2 separate regions of the Sus scrofa genome follow, and region 2 is linked to region 1. Evidence: chromatin contacts called from public Hi-C data. All regions are on one chromosome and are shown on one strand. Each heading gives the region's core, a stretch centred on a gene start, on an enhancer-like site or on the middle of the called end of the contact. The rest is flanking DNA. Distances are from core to core; before and after follow the strand shown. Region 1 overlaps NUDT6 (nucleoside diphosphate-linked moiety X motif 6). Region 2 holds the start of FGF2 (fibroblast growth factor 2).

Region 1 (4,168 bases), core at 553-3,052:
TGACCCCTCAGTGGGATATCTGAATCGGAAAGAATCAAAGTTTTGAAAAAGCATAATCAACATTTTCAATAGTTGAATTTGTATTTTTGTCTAGACAATTACTTTGAAATTTCAAAAAGAAAGTACACTGATGTGATACCTTTATACATAATGAAAAAAACTGATCCTAGGAGAGGTACGAACCAGTGAGAACACTGTTGCAATGGGTGGTTATAGACAAGCCAGCAGGGAAGGCTAAAATGGCTCATGTGATATTGGTGGATTAGGGTTGGATTCATCGGTATGTACTCATTTTTAGCTTAATTAATACAGATGGTTAAGTATAGAAATATTTATAGAAATGTGTACATACCCAGGTTTCTATATGTCTATATTCCTTGCTCTCTCAGGTAAGAGGGCCTAGAAGCAAACACACCTCAGTAGCAGTATGTACACGCAGATCTTGTTTTCTAACACCATTTTCCAACAGAAGGAACCAAGGCTCCTTAGAGAAATGGCTCATTCTAGGCTGGCATAAGGAATATAGGGTAAACCTGGCGCATTCTTAGAGGCCATAAAGTAAGGAAGTACTCAAAACACCCCGTACTGACTGGTTTATGTCAAAGAGTATAGGAGACAACTGAAAAAGCTCCCAGTGGCCAAAGCTGAAACAATCTGAATAACAAACACTGCAGTTTTGGATTACAACCCCAAGTATAAAAAATATCCATGTGTATATACTGATATACATGATTAAATAAATAAATGGAGGATAGACACGTTTTCATACAAAAGAATTCTGCATATTTATGTGCATACTTCCTCCTCAAGGAGATGGAACAAAGAACAGAGTATGGGAAGGGGAGATAGGAGTAACTTGACAGTGGAGACAACACTACCTCAGCCAGGTGATGAGGGTTAATAAGGGTGAAAAGCGTGTTCCCTTAATGATGTGATGAAAGCAGTACATTATTCTCCCAAGGTTATCTACTTCCCAAATACTCATTACTTGTGTCTAATCGCCAGGAAAAACATCAGGCAAACCCAGATTGAAGGACATTCTGAGAAATACCTGACCAGTATTCTGTCAAAGTAATCCAAGAAAGGAAAATCTAAGGAAATGTCACAGTCTGAAGGAGACTACAGAGACATGATGACTAAATGTGGTATCCTGAATGAGATCCTGGAACAGAAAAGGACATGAGGTAAAAACTAAGGAAATAGGAATAAAGTTGGGCTTTAGCTAACATTGATGCTTCAGTATTGGCTTGTTGGTCATGACAACTGTACCATACTAATGTAACATGCTAATGGGAGAAGCTGGGTGTGGAGTATATAGAAACTCTGTACCATCTTCACAACCTTCCTGTAAACCTAAAACTATTCTGAAATCAAAATTTAAAAAAAAAAAAGACCTCTGGCTACAGATTTGATCACAAAAACATTTATTTTTGTGCTCTATGACATCCAAATACAGATCATTTATTTATATATACATGTCCACTTTATTTCACTAGACTATAAATGTCATGTGGGTGGAGATTTTCTTCTGTTGTTGCATCAATGCCTGGCACATAGCATGTGATGAGTAAAATACACTAAATTATATGAATAAATGAAACTGTTTTAGATAGGCTACAGTAAAAATACCATTCATTGGCATTGCAAAATCTAAATAAGAACTGGAGAACTAAGACCCAGGAAAACCCTGACTAACTTTTGAAATACAGAATAACTTTATGGACTCTTTAGTCCCTGAGGAAGCTAAGCCAGTTGGACCACTCCAAGAATCTGACTGTCCTAACAACATCTGTGAGGATCTTTGATGAGCCAGGAAACTGGGTTCCACTCTTGTCTTGATCCTTAACTAACCTGTTATCTTTGAGCAAGTCTCTTAACCTCTGAGCCTTATTTTTCTCACCTGTAAAATAAGATTGGATTAGATCTTTAAGATTCCTCACAATCTTAACAGTTTTTAAGGTTTGAAAGCCTATAAAATAATCTTTTTTAAGCCCTAGCATATTATAGGAAAAAAAAAAAACTTGAATAAATTCTCCCTGCCCTCCCAACTCCCCTCCTTTTGCACTGGTCTCAAAATTCTCATGCACTGCTAAATGTTAGATTGACCCTTATGGCCATTCCCCCATGCTCTGCTTTTTGGATTGTTTGTTTCTTTTACAGTACTTTGATTTTGCAGTTTTGGCTTATGAGGGAGTTTGCTCAACATGAATCCAAAAATGCTTTTGCTTACACCACTTCTGAGAATTAAAAACAGACATGACGTAAGTATCAGTGTTGACTATTCAAAACAAAGTAAGACATACAGATTTTGAAAAATTAATTTAATCTTAATATTGTAATATATATAAGTTACATAAAATTTAAGATTGATTTATGAAAGCAGTAATTCCTATTAAGCAGTAACTTTAGCATTTAATCTAGAATTATGTCTCTTAAAAATGAAAAACATTCCTCTGTGATTGCTACCTTTTTCTGACAAATTTGATCGGCATATATTGCCAGTCTGAATAAGTGAACCCTCAAAAATCAATTTTTCCCTACTTAATGTGTGTTTCAATTTTAAAGCCCCCTCAACTAAGAAACCTATTTGGTAAATTTAAAAAGTATTTTACATTAACTGTATATCCTCAGAATATGAATAATTTTTTGTATTTCACTCTTATGGGTGAACACAAATCACACACAATTCTAATGCTAAGATATTTTGTTCAAGTTATCATAATCTATCACATAACATAGAAAACAACATGTAACTTTCTAGCAGATAGAGACCAGGCAGATTTTTTCATACCAGTGCTACTATTAAGGTTATGTAGTGGAGTTCCCTTCGTGGCACAGTGGAAATGAATCCGACTAGGAACCATGAGGTTGCAGGCTCGATCTCTGGCCTCACTCAGCGGATTAAGGATCCAGCTTTGCCATGAACTGTGGTGTAGGTCACAGACGCAGCTCAGATCCTGCATTACTGTAGCTGTGATGGAGGCTGGCAGCTGTAGCTCCGATTAGACCCCTAGCCTGGGAACCTCCATATGCTATGGGTGAGGCCCTAAAAAGCTTTACCAAAAAAAAGAAAGAAAGAAAAAAGGTTATATAGTGATTTAAACTTAAAACTACAGTTAACCTCACTATATGCAATTTTTGAACACTGAAGAAATTATAAATCCTAATATTTTGTTCTGGGGTTCTGTTGCTCATAGCAACAAAATTTATCTTGCCTGTGGAATGAAATAAGGAGTCTGTTGCATATTAAAAAACTACTCAACTTTAGCCTCTAAATTTAGGCTTTGGCAGATAAATATAGTTACTCTTTGAACTTTCATATTTTCTAGCTTCAAAGAGGGGAAAAGACCCTTAAATGTTTCAAACAGTGAGAAATGCTTAGCCTGAATGCATTTCTGCCATTAATATGTGAAGCTGTTGGAGGGAAAAAAAAAAGGTACACAACTTATACTCTCAACTAGTAATCGACTATTAGAAACCAAAATTGGTTATATGTCTAGATTACTCTTCTTTCTGAGGAGAAATTATAATGTTTTCCTATAAAGTGGGAATTGCACACAAGGTAAAAATGCAGAAGAACCCAGGGAAGTGCCATAACACAGCAGTCTGAAATAGAGTGGGGAGAATTATGCCTTTGGCAAATGCAGGTTCATACACCCCAGTTTCTCCAGGTAATAAGGAACCCCCACATCCCCAAATGATCACAACATTGGACTTATACCAAAAATTACTATGGGTTTTGTTTTTTCTTTTACATGCCAGTTGTCCCTTCTCATTGTCACCTCAGTGAGGTCCCTGCTGATATCCCCACTACGATGTCTTTCACCATCAGTGATTCATTTCAATGCATTAAATGTTGGCAGATGATATTAAAAGCCAAGGGTCAAGACTTTGAGTTTCTTCCTAAAAGCTGCTGTTGTTGACAGTCTGATACCTATGGATCTGACTCAGAAATATGCCACTTACTGAACCACCAACACTGCCTCCTTGTTTTTGGGGTAGGAACACTACTTTTTCATCTGAAAATTAACACAGCCCACCCAAACTAATGTGAAAGAGGACTGCTGCTGAAAAGTCAAGGCAGCAAGCGACACAAATTTAATGGTAAGACTAGAGATTAACTCGTGAACTTGGCAGGAATAGATTCTATGATGGGAGCTGGAACAAC
Region 2 (3,786 bases), core at 1,068-3,567, 53 kb after region 1:
TTTTTACTGGATAAGGTAAGCAGCTGGTAAAATTTTTAAATTATGGCAGACCTGAAAAAAAATTACAGACCTGCATCTTTCGCTGTTTCGGAATCAATTAGGACCCAACTTTTACAAAAGGACATTTCCCATTCTAGAATTTGTCAACTCAGGTTTGGCTGCAGAACTTTCTCCTCTTCCTAACCCCTCCCTCGAGGGTGAAGGACATACCATTAGCATCAAAAGGTAAACTCCTGTGGGTCTAATGCAAAAAGAGGATGAAATTTCCACCTGAAACCCATAGAGAAAGGCCAGGCAGAACAGCTTTTAAAACAGATGTTTCAGCTACACTTACAGGATGACAGTTAAAATACATCTGATCCTCTTTCTTTCACTTAAAATTCATCAATGTTTTTTAACCAGCTCATTTTATGCCCTTTTCTTCCCTTTTCTCTAGACCAGTGGGTCTCAAAGTGTGCTCCGCCTCAACATCACCAGGGATCGCAAATTATCAGACCCCACTCCAGACCGAAGGAATCAAACTGTGGGAGATGGTTCCTCCATGCCTGATAACAAACTATCCATGTGATTCTAAGGCACTCCTAAAATTTGAGAACTAATAACTCAGGCCAGACTTATTTCTATAACCACAAACACTTTCTTTTTTTTTTTTTTTTACAGTAAACCAAAGTGTAGACTAGTAAACTGAATCCTCTGAGCACTTTATATAACTTTATATAAATTCTTATTTGATCCTCAAACCCGATGCAAGGTAAATAATATCCCCACTTTCGGGAAGAGGAAACGGGTTCACAAGTTAAGTATCTCTCGAGGTCCCAAACCTAATAACTGCAAATGGAAAATTAAAGTTTTTGCAGTTCTTTTTAGAACTGAAACGAAAATCTATAGCACAAAGCCCATTCGTTTTTTTCTTTCAGCTTTCGAAAATTCGGAGGAAAAAACAGAAGTGGGTGGACGAGAGCAGTGTGCCAGCCACCTCGGATCCTACCGAATTGGAATTTAAAGACACGGCTCTTATGGTATTTTCCCTTTTAATACGGCTGCTGTCGGCTTTGCGGGGGCGGGGGGTGGGGGGTGGACTGCGTGCATCCCAGAGAGAAGGGGTCGAAACTCAAGCCTGGGGGGCGCGGGCGGCACCTGGCGGGCGGCTCACCTCCGCTCCGCCGCGGGGTATCCCGGATACGACAGGTTGTCAGCGCTCAGCAAGCCGCCGGCAAGGCCGGGGCGCCCTGCGGCTCCGGGCCCAGAGGACTGGTTTACCAGGGGAAAGCGGCACACTCCAAAGCCTAGGGGAGCGTCTACCCGCCACCGCAGCTCGGGGGAGGAGGGGGCGAGCGGTGAACCTGAAACCGCCGAGGGCAGCGCGGAGAGAAACCACAAGTCCCACTGGGGTCGGAGTGGAAAGAAGGAGAGCGGGGACTGGAAGGCAGGCGAGAGAACCGCGCGAGATGGAGACCGCGCTGGGGAGGACCAGCGGGCCAGTACTCACTGTGAGGGTCGCTCTTCTCCCGGACCCCATCCACTCGGCCGTCGGGGTGGATGCGCAGGAAGAAGCCTCCGTTTTTGCAGTACAACCGCTTAGGATCCTTGAAGTGGCCGGGCGGGAAGGCGCCGCTGCCGCCGTCCTCCGGCAGGGCGGGCAGCGTGGTGATGCTCCCGGCTGCCATGGCCCCACCAGGGCTCTGCCGGGGTCCCCGAGCCCCTGGAGCCGCGCGGGGAGCCGCCGCCGCCGCCGCCGCCGACCCCCGGCCCCGGCCTCCGACGCGCTCCGGAGCGCGGCCCCGGCCCCGGCCCCCCAGCCTCCCGCCCCGCGGCACGCGGCCGCGCCCGCGGGCCCCCAGCCTCGTGCTGTTTGGCCGCTTCGCTCTCCGCCGGCCCTGGAGCTGCGGGTTAGGGCTGGGTTTCTCGGCGGCCGCCACTCTCGGCAGGGCCGCCTCCCCAAACTGCAGCGCCCGGGATCGGCTTGCAACTGCGGGCTCTGAGTCCGCTGGTCTGGCACCGGCCGAGCCGCGCGGCGTCACATCTTCTACATCTCCACCCCCAAACGCCCACCAACCCCCACGCCCCCGGCCCTCCTCCCTTCCAGCGCGCCGCCCCCTACTCGCTCCGGTTTTCTGGGGCCGGCCTCTGGGTCGGCCGCTCCGGCTGCCTCACGCAAGCGCGCGACATCCAAAGGGAGTTGGAAGGCAGTCGCGGGCGGGGGAGATGCGGGGGCGCGGCAGGAGGCCAAAGCCAAGGCCTCCGCAGCTCCAGAGCCCTCGACCCCGCCGGTTCCCCAGAAGGCGCCCCAGCCCAACCCCGCGCCACCCAAACGACATTTAGTCTTTCTCCACAGTGAGGAGCTTTTGCTGTGCAACCAGTCGTGACTCAACTTTTCAAAGTTTAAATGCAATTTTCTCCCCCATTCTTTTTCCCTGCCAGCTCTTCAAAGCTGAGAAACTATTTCCACCCCGGAAAAAAATAGAGGAATCGGAAGCGAGGGAGGATTGTGTGTCACAGTAGGTTTTGAACCTCTCTAATCACCGAAAGATGAGGGGTACCCGCAAGGCACAAATTGTTAAAATTGAAGGCAGAGGCTGAAGTAGTTTACTAACAGAAGGAAAGAAAGAGGCCAGAGAAGGGGAGAGGATTGGGTTGCTAAAAGGAAAGAGTTTTCCTTTTACTAACTTAACTTGAATTAGACAACGTGTAAAGATGAAGATGGGTCTCAAATCCTTATCACGTTAGAAGCATGTTAATGTCTTTTTCTAGCTAAACTGTTAGGCATTTCTTGGAAGGAGGGTAGTTTTCTGAAAATCCCAAACTACAAAATTAAAGTTAATTGCACTTCGCTAACTTTCAGTAGAATATAACAGGTACTACAGATAAGGAAAATACTGGTCCATAAAATTCATATACTGAGCGCCTACTGTGTGCAAAGCATTTCAGTAAATGCAGTGAGAAAAGCCTCATTGCATGGGATCTTCTGGCACAGTGAAGGCGACAATAGGGAGCATGAACAACACAAACAAAATCAGCTTGAGGGTAGTCAGGGCTAGGGAAAGCTTCTAGGAAGAGGTGAGAATACAGAAGTTCCTCTGTTTAAGAACATGTTTGCTTTTGAAAGATTATCCATGAGTGCATTTGTTCATGTCTCCAAGAGAGGTTTAACTCCAGGTGCATTTCTAAGCTGTTAAATAAGAGTGTGCATCAATTCTTTGGAGCTTTAAAACCAGGCTTAATCTGGGCCAATTCGGCTTCTCTGACATCTCTCTCCAAAATGGACAGGTTTACTCTGCACCGAAAATTTGTTATAACAAAGAGCTCCCTTTCAGATGATCTCTGTAGGTATCCCAGGGAATGCCTGAAGCTACTGCAGCACTCTTCAGGTTGCCCCTTACTTTGAAATCAAGTTAGATTTGAGTAAGTCTTGAACTCTGTCACAGAAACCTGTGTTCCAAGACCAAAGGGATAAAAGCTAAGTCAAAATATTTTTAAACAGTAGTATCCAGAAATTTGGGGAACAGCTACAAGCAGTTAAGTAATTTGTATGCTAATAGACCACCGGTCTTGTAGAATTGCATCCCATGTACAGTAACTGATTGTTTTCTAATTCCTTCAAAGTCAGGATATCACAAGAAATGGTTAAGCCAGTTCTAGGAATCTAGGTCTCCAAGGCAAATAGTGTTAATTCCAAGAAGACATCATTAAGAAAGTTGTCTCAAGTTCCTACCCACAGCCTTCTCAACACACACTTGTATGGACACAGAGAGACAGACAATATTCTTCCATACAATCATTTTGGTC

Evidence for each region. A called contact is a pair of places that touch in the nucleus more often than the background predicts.
Region 2: a Hi-C map of retroperitoneal adipose tissue shows a contact between it and region 1, with 1.6 times the contacts expected there. The contact joins the promoter of FGF2 here to the enhancer-like site in region 1. A contact is called at or near these places in 6 of 47 Hi-C or Micro-C datasets (embryonic fibroblasts, epiblast stem cells, heart right ventricle and 2 more).

The regions. Positions count from the first base shown.
Region 1 is chr8:101,289,164-101,293,331 of Sscrofa11.1, forward strand. It overlaps NUDT6 (nucleoside diphosphate-linked moiety X motif 6), which reads left to right. Exons shown (of 8, transcript XR_002346434.1): 7 at 1,006-1,184. All of the region lies in intron 3 of FGF2 (fibroblast growth factor 2), which reads right to left. Among named protein-coding and RNA genes, the nearest start is that of NUDT6, 49 kb to the left of the region's middle. Within about 2 kb of position 1,803, at least 2 of the 83 cell types and tissues checked have an H3K27ac peak or open chromatin away from gene starts, as enhancers often do. A contact at or near this core is called in retroperitoneal adipose tissue, where this site is marked.
Region 2 is chr8:101,341,767-101,345,552 of Sscrofa11.1, forward strand. FGF2 (fibroblast growth factor 2) reads right to left here and starts at 2,318. Exons shown (of 5, transcript XM_021100546.1): 1 at 2,155-2,318; 2 at 1,490-2,097. The coding sequence starts at 2,318.